2 separate regions of the Mus musculus genome follow, and region 1 is linked to region 2. The links are chromatin contacts, called in public ChIA-PET maps. All regions are on one chromosome and are shown on one strand. Each heading gives the region's core, a stretch centred on a gene start, on an enhancer-like site or on the middle of the called end of the contact. The rest is flanking DNA. Distances are from core to core; before and after follow the strand shown. Region 1 overlaps Zdhhc3 (zinc finger, DHHC domain containing 3). Region 2 holds the start of Tmem42 (transmembrane protein 42).

Region 1 (3,219 bases), core at 356-2,855, 66 kb after region 2:
ACTTAACCACACTGTCATGCTGCTCAAACACACCTTTCCTGACTCCGTGGAGGGACTCTGGGCTTAGCCTAGTTGGGTCTGATCGTGACGGCAGGAGCTCACACAGATAAGAAGCAGGCAAGAGAATGGGTGGAACCCCAAGACAGCAAGGGAGAGACAGAGGGAGCTATGCTTTCACACATAGGATTTCATCACATACCTCACTATCTGAAAAAACTGTAGGCAAGGTAACAGCATCCCATACTCTAGATTAACACAGCTCAGAAGAGACAGTGTAGCCAAGGAAAGAACAGAACAGGGGTCCAAGGGCAGATCTCCATGTTGTGGCTGGACAAAGAAACAGGCCCTCCAAATCAGCCTAGGCCATCATCTTGTTCCTCAGGTGAGCACCAGGTCACAGGACAATGTATTTGGTGACGGTGGGGATTGGAAAACTAAGCAACTGGAGTCCGTCAGGGTTCTAGGAATCTGCTGAGGATTCAGCCTCAGTGTGTGTATGTGTGTGTGTTGGGAATGGGGGTTACAGGAAGCCTGGGGTGTTAGGCCCCGTCAAGCCCAGGCTTTGCCTTCCCTGGGAACGTATCATATAAGCCCAAGACCTTGGCTCTACAACAGCATAAACCCCTAAGGGATTCCACATGGTCTCTGGTCCTTATAAATGGGAGAATGAAACAGAATGAAAGCAGGAAGCTGGGTCTCAGAAGGGGCTAAGGTGTGCTGGGCAACCAGGTTAGACAAATACATGCTTTGAGGGAGCAGGGAAAGTGACTAGTCTGGGGTTGTAGGGCTTCTGCTAGGGGGAAAAGGCCTGCCTATAGATGCAGGGCTACAAGGCATACTCTAGACCAGTGGTTCTCGATCTGTGGGTCTCGACCTCTTAAAGGACCCTTTCACTAAAGTTTCATATCAAATATCTTGCATATCAGATAGTTACACATTACAATTCATAAGAGTACCAAAATTACAGTTATGAAGTAGCAACAAAAATAATTTTATGGCTGGGGTCACCACAACATGAGGAACTGTATTAAAGGGTCACAGTATTACCACAGTTGAGAACCACTGCCCTAGATGGAATGTTTTGTGTTTGGCTATGATCCCCACCAGAGTTCTGGGAATGTAGACAATATCTACTTCTACAGATTCTACCAGAAGCAGGGGAATACAGAAAGAGGTACAGGTGTGGAACTCTATCTGAAAATAAGACTAAGACAGACAGACAGACAGACAGACAGACAGACAGACAGACACACACACACACACACACACACACACACACACACACTTCTCTAACCAGGACCATATAGTAGCCTCTGAGCTAATAGGAGCTAATAGACCATCAACCTACCCAATATGTGTCATGTTCTGAATAGCCTGGGTGACCATACACTACTATAAAACAACAGCTGTCAGCACCCATTTTCTGGGGCAGACACAGGCAATCAGTGCCCTCACAAGGTTACTCTGAATCAGCAGTTCTTGCCTTGCTCTAACTGTTTACTGGCACTTAGATGCCCACTCTGGATGGTTTTGGGGTGGAGGTGAAGAGCTGGTGGTAGCTGAAGTAAAAAAGAGAACACCAGATAAGGAAAAGAAAAGCACCACTATGCTGCCGAGAAAGCTGTTTCCTGCAGTTAACTCTCCGGTTCCTGGCCTTTGTATCTAACCACCTTCACCACTATGGTGCCGAGAAAGCTGTTTCCTGCAGTTAACTCTCTGATTCCTGGCCTAGCCTTTGTATCTCTAACCACCTTCACTCACTGCTGGTCACTCATAGCTATTTACATTCAGTCCTCACAATGAGGAAGGGACTTGGCCTGAGAACTGCCCTGGATTTAAAACACTAACCTCTCCAGATTCAAAGTCAGGCCTCCAGGGTGGCAGAAAGGTAATAAATGCCATCTCAGTCACAAGAAGCAAGACACACACCTCAAAGGCAAGTTTAACCCAAGACGGAGCTCCTTAGGAAAAGCAGAGCTTACCCATCAAACACTCACAGCTGCCTCTGTGTAAATCAACTTCAAACTGGAGGACCTAGGTAAAGACTGAGCCCCATGAGGCTCTAGAGGCAGAATGGGCAGGATCCAGACCTATTCAAGTATCCACTTGCTATGTGACCTTAAAGCAGTCATTCAACACCATGAGGCTAGCTTCCCCATCCAGGGCATCACCCATCAGACAATCTCTTATCTCTAGGAGTGGCAATGAAGATAGAAATGAAATTGGTGATGATGAGAGAGAATAGACTAAGGAGTTGACTCAGGGTAGACTGAGGTGACTGACACATGAGTGACAGAAACAGATACTTTCACTGAGACTGCACAAGAAAGTCAGCTACTCAGCGATCTCTCACTTATTCTCAATCTCTCTCTGCAGTGCTTCAGGCGAGCAAAGCAATTTCCTCCAAACCCTTCTCACTTCAAACATATAGTGTGTTGTGGAGATAACCAAATGACACTATGGGTCTCTGTAATTTGTCATTTATAACTGTAATTCCTTCTTGTAATAAAGAAATGCAATTTTTAGCTCCACATCGCCTCATCAAGAAGACCCAAAGAACCTTGATGATACAAAGGGAACTCGCAAAACAGCTCAGAGGGAAAGTGGACTTCTGCTTAAGAGCTGTGCTTGTCACAAGCTCTGCAAGTGTTACTTCACGGAAGGTCTGAGCGGTGCCTTTGTCTCAAGTACTGGACACTCAGATTTGGCAGAGCTTTGAGTTATCAGGAAATCAGAGTCTCTCAATCTTACAGACACTCAAAGAGAGGTTTTATCAGGCATCCCTTGCCCACTCAAATGCCTTTTCCAACCTAGTGGTCACTCCTTGCCTGGGTGGGACACTCAGAAGTCAGTCCCAGTGCTGGCCTGGTGCTGTGGAAAGTCCACGGTACCTGCAGTGGTGTGCCCGGTCGGGCTTGATGCTGCAGCACTTGGGACACTTGTACACCACCTGCCCAGGCTTCAGCTGAAGGCTCTCGATGAACTCTTTAGTGGCATTTCCTTTGGGCACTGCCCCCTAAGAGAATAGGAAAGGCATCAGGGTCAGTTGTCACTCTGTTAGTGGAGGCAATTATGTCAAAGCCCCCACACACATGGGGTCTGTGTTCCAGATCACAACAGGCCACACTGACCTTGGGATTAATGTTTTGCTTTCATTAGTCAGCACTGTTTTTGTTGATCTATTCTTCCCCCCTGGGAACATCACGGTAATGGTTGGGC
Region 2 (3,180 bases), core at 498-2,997:
ACTTTTTCTCTACAGAGCATGCATAAGATGTGTGAATTAGTTGTCTTACTTACTTACCTTACTCTGCCAGAACATGAAGGTCATTTCTGTTAATTACCTTTATAATCCGTGGGATAAAGTCTTTGACAGATGCAGCTTAGATTTGTTTTAGCTTCTCCTATCAGTTGTTGCCACACACTATCTCCATTATTAAGTGGAATAGTACAGTGAGTACCCTTGAGTCTCAACTTCCTTATCTGCAAATTGGAGTGGTTTATACCACATAGGACTAATTGGGATAATCTATTCTTTTTATTTAAAATTTAATTTTATGTATTAATGTGTATCTGTGTTCAGGTGTATATATATGTACATGAGGATAGGTGCCTTTGGAGGCCAGAAAATAGTGGAACCCCTGGAGGTATGAGGTTGGGAGGCACTTGTGGGAAGGTTGCAAGCTGCCTAACTGCTAAGCAATCTCTCCAAACCCCAGTAATCCATCCTTTTATTTCATCCACAAAACCACCCGCATGAGAAGCAAGGTAGCATGTAAGAATGTCCATGAAAAAGCTCTTTAACAGGGAATAAAGTGTTTCTTCCAAGCCCCATACATTAAATATTATTTGTATTTTATATATCAACAAAACAAGTTTTGCTGTGTAGCCCTGGCTATGTAGAGCTATTTAGAGCAGGCTGTTCTCGGACTCACAGAGATCCACTTGCCTCTGCTTCCTCATGTGTACCAACCACCACACTTAGCTCACGTTATACACTTCTACAGCTCTCCTTTAAGGAAATGTATCCCTAACATATATCCATACACACTGCCATTGACTGAATTCAGGATTTTTCATGTATTATGGAAGCACTGAGCTATAACCCCAACTCTCCTTTATTACAAAAACAAAAACTTTTTGAGAGTCTCAAAAAGTCCTTGGCTTGCTTAGTACCTCTCTGTTGGTCAGGCTGGCCTCAAACTCAGTAATTCTACCTCAGCTTCAGAAGTGCTAGGATTACGGGTGTGTGCCACCATGCCTGGCTGCCAGCCCTCTCAAGTGAGACAATGTCTCCCTAAGTTGCTCAGGATGACCATTAACTGCCTCAGCATCCTAAGCATCTGGAATTACCGACAGTAGATGACATTTTACGGTTTGTTTGGGTTTTTTTTTTTTTTGGTTGTTTTTTCAATTTTTTTGTCGTTCTCAATTACTTTACACGAACTTAGAAGTGACTGTGCTTCTGATGGTCCAGGCAGAACAAACGTTTTCCCAAACAACGTTCTGTCTCAAGCGGCCGGTCTCCAGATCCATCATCTCCTGCGTCCACGAGGGAGCAGAGGTGCTTTGAAGGTGCAGCTTGGCTTCAGGATTAGCATGTTAGGTGCGCATCCATGTAAAGTGGCAGACCTCCCCGTCTTCTCAGAAGCAGGTTCCCCTTGACTGCAGGGCTCTTTCAGAAACAAGGTTACTTCCGCCGCAGGTTCTCCTCGGAGATAAACTCCCCTCCTCCCCAAGTTCACGTCAGCAGATTCCTCTCTCACAGTAGGTACCTCTCGGTAGCACGCTTCCTTCAGTGGCGCACGGTCCTCGCTACCGGATTCCCATCCCCCAGGTTCGCCGGAGCCGCAGGCTCTCCTTAGTCGCGGGTTTGCACACGCTGCAGGGTATGGGCTCCAGATTCCTTTCATTTGTAGGCTCGGCTCGGCTCGGCTCCGGACTCCACTGCAGCAGATTCGCCTCACTCGCCTGGCTCCGCCCTAGCCGGGCTCACGGCGGGTGGCGGCGTGCGTGGCAGTCGGCCGTGGCGGGCGCAGCGGGCCTCATGGCGGCCGGTCCGCAGTCCTCGGGTGCCGCCGTGTCTGCGGCCGCTTACCCTGACTCACCCGTGGAGTTACCCGCTCGCCTACAGAAAGGCGCGATGCGGCGCCGCTTCTGGGGCGTGTTCAACTGTCTGTGCGCCGGGGCGTTCGGGGCTCTGGCCGCCGCCGCCGCCAAGCTGGCCTTCGGGAGCCAGGTGCAGCCCGGGGCGCCACGCGGGGGCGGGGCGGGGGGAGGGCGGGGCGGGGGGAGGGCGGGGCGGGGGGAGGGCGGGGCGGGGGAGGGCGGGGCGGGGCGGGGAGGAGGGCGGCTTAACCTGGGTTCCCGCCTGCGCCCATGTTGGACCACCTGGTTTTAGGCACTGCCTCCTGGGGGAGGACCTCGAAGCCCACCTCTCAGTTTAAGTCCCCTTGCCATAGCTTTTTTAGCACGTGACACCTAAGGTGAGATAACCGGTTGCCCATCTCTTCCTGTCCTTGGCAAGAGTTCGGACTGAGCGCCTGCGGAGCTTCTGCATCAGAGAATTCGATCCTGACCTGAACAGGGGACTGCTTGATATAGATTTCTGGCGACTTACAGTCCTTTTGTAAAGTCATATCTTTCCAGAAGGCTACTCAGCTACAAGAAATTTGAGGTCTTCGTGGAAGATAACCCTGCCCCCTGTCTGCAGGCAAATTCCTCTGCCTATCAGTCAGGGTCCGCATATGCTTTGTATGAGACGTGTAAACATCTCCCAGTCTTTCAAGGTTATGCCCATGGTGGTTGTAGCTCAGTGACACTTTCTCCTGCAGGTCAATATTGGCTTATGTGTCTTAGGCATCGTTGCCATGGCAAGCGCCAATTCTCTGATGTGGACCTTCTTTAGCCGGGGCCTCAGTTTCTCTATGTCTTCAGCCATTGCATCTGTCACAGTGACTTTCTCGAACATACTTTGCTCGGTGAGTAGCCTGGTGACCTTGTTCTTAGGGTTCTTGGTGAGTTAGTTGTCCTTGGGAAACCCCTGATTTTCCAGGCTCTAGAAAGGACAGGGAGTAAAACAAAAGTTGGGCTGTCTCCAGGCAAGGAACAGTTAAACATGGAAAACTTAGGAGTGAAACCTATGTCACTCTGGGATAACACCAGCTATCTCAATCAAGAACTCTAACATTAGCTATGGGGTCTAGGGGGTCTGGTCAAGGGAACCCAGTCTTGAATTGGAAGACAGCTTAACTTGGGTTTATGATTACTGGGTACTAGCTATGTCCGTACTGGCCCTACCTGCTAGCCTGCTGAGCCTCAGTGCTCAGCTGGGGTGGTAACCTCTTACGTCCACAGAGGAGACAGAAATACGTGGATTGATCATGAAGGTGGTTGCTGGATGCAAAGCACCAGACTTTGGCCTCTA

The links. ChIA-PET counts read pairs in DNA pulled down with a chosen protein or histone mark.
Region 1: an RNA polymerase II ChIA-PET map of effector CD8 T cells shows a contact between it and region 2, with 186 read pairs. The contact joins the enhancer-like site here to the promoter of Tmem42 in region 2. A contact is called at or near these places in 1 of 39 promoter capture datasets (macrophages), 14 of 484 Hi-C or Micro-C datasets (CD4 T cells, CD8 T cells, the G1E-ER4 cell line and 9 more), 3 of 115 datasets of contacts at active chromatin or transcription factors (the 230-238 cell line, effector CD8 T cells and embryonic stem cells) and 4 of 9 other capture datasets (adipose tissue, embryonic stem cells, liver and 1 more).

The regions. Positions count from the first base shown.
Region 1 is chr9:123,086,141-123,089,359 of GRCm38.p6, forward strand. It overlaps Zdhhc3 (zinc finger, DHHC domain containing 3), which reads right to left. Exons shown (of 7, transcript NM_001372538.1): 3 at 2,892-3,016. Among named protein-coding and RNA genes, the nearest start is that of Zdhhc3, 25 kb to the right of the region's middle. Within about 2 kb of position 1,606, at least 45 of the 459 cell types and tissues checked have an H3K27ac peak or open chromatin away from gene starts, as enhancers often do. A contact at or near this core is called in CD8 T cells, Th2 cells, effector CD8 T cells and 1 more, where this site is marked.
Region 2 is chr9:123,019,579-123,022,758 of GRCm38.p6, forward strand. Tmem42 (transmembrane protein 42) reads left to right here and starts at 1,748. Exons shown (of 3, transcript NM_025339.4): 1 at 1,748-1,992; 2 at 2,588-2,734. The coding sequence starts at 1,801.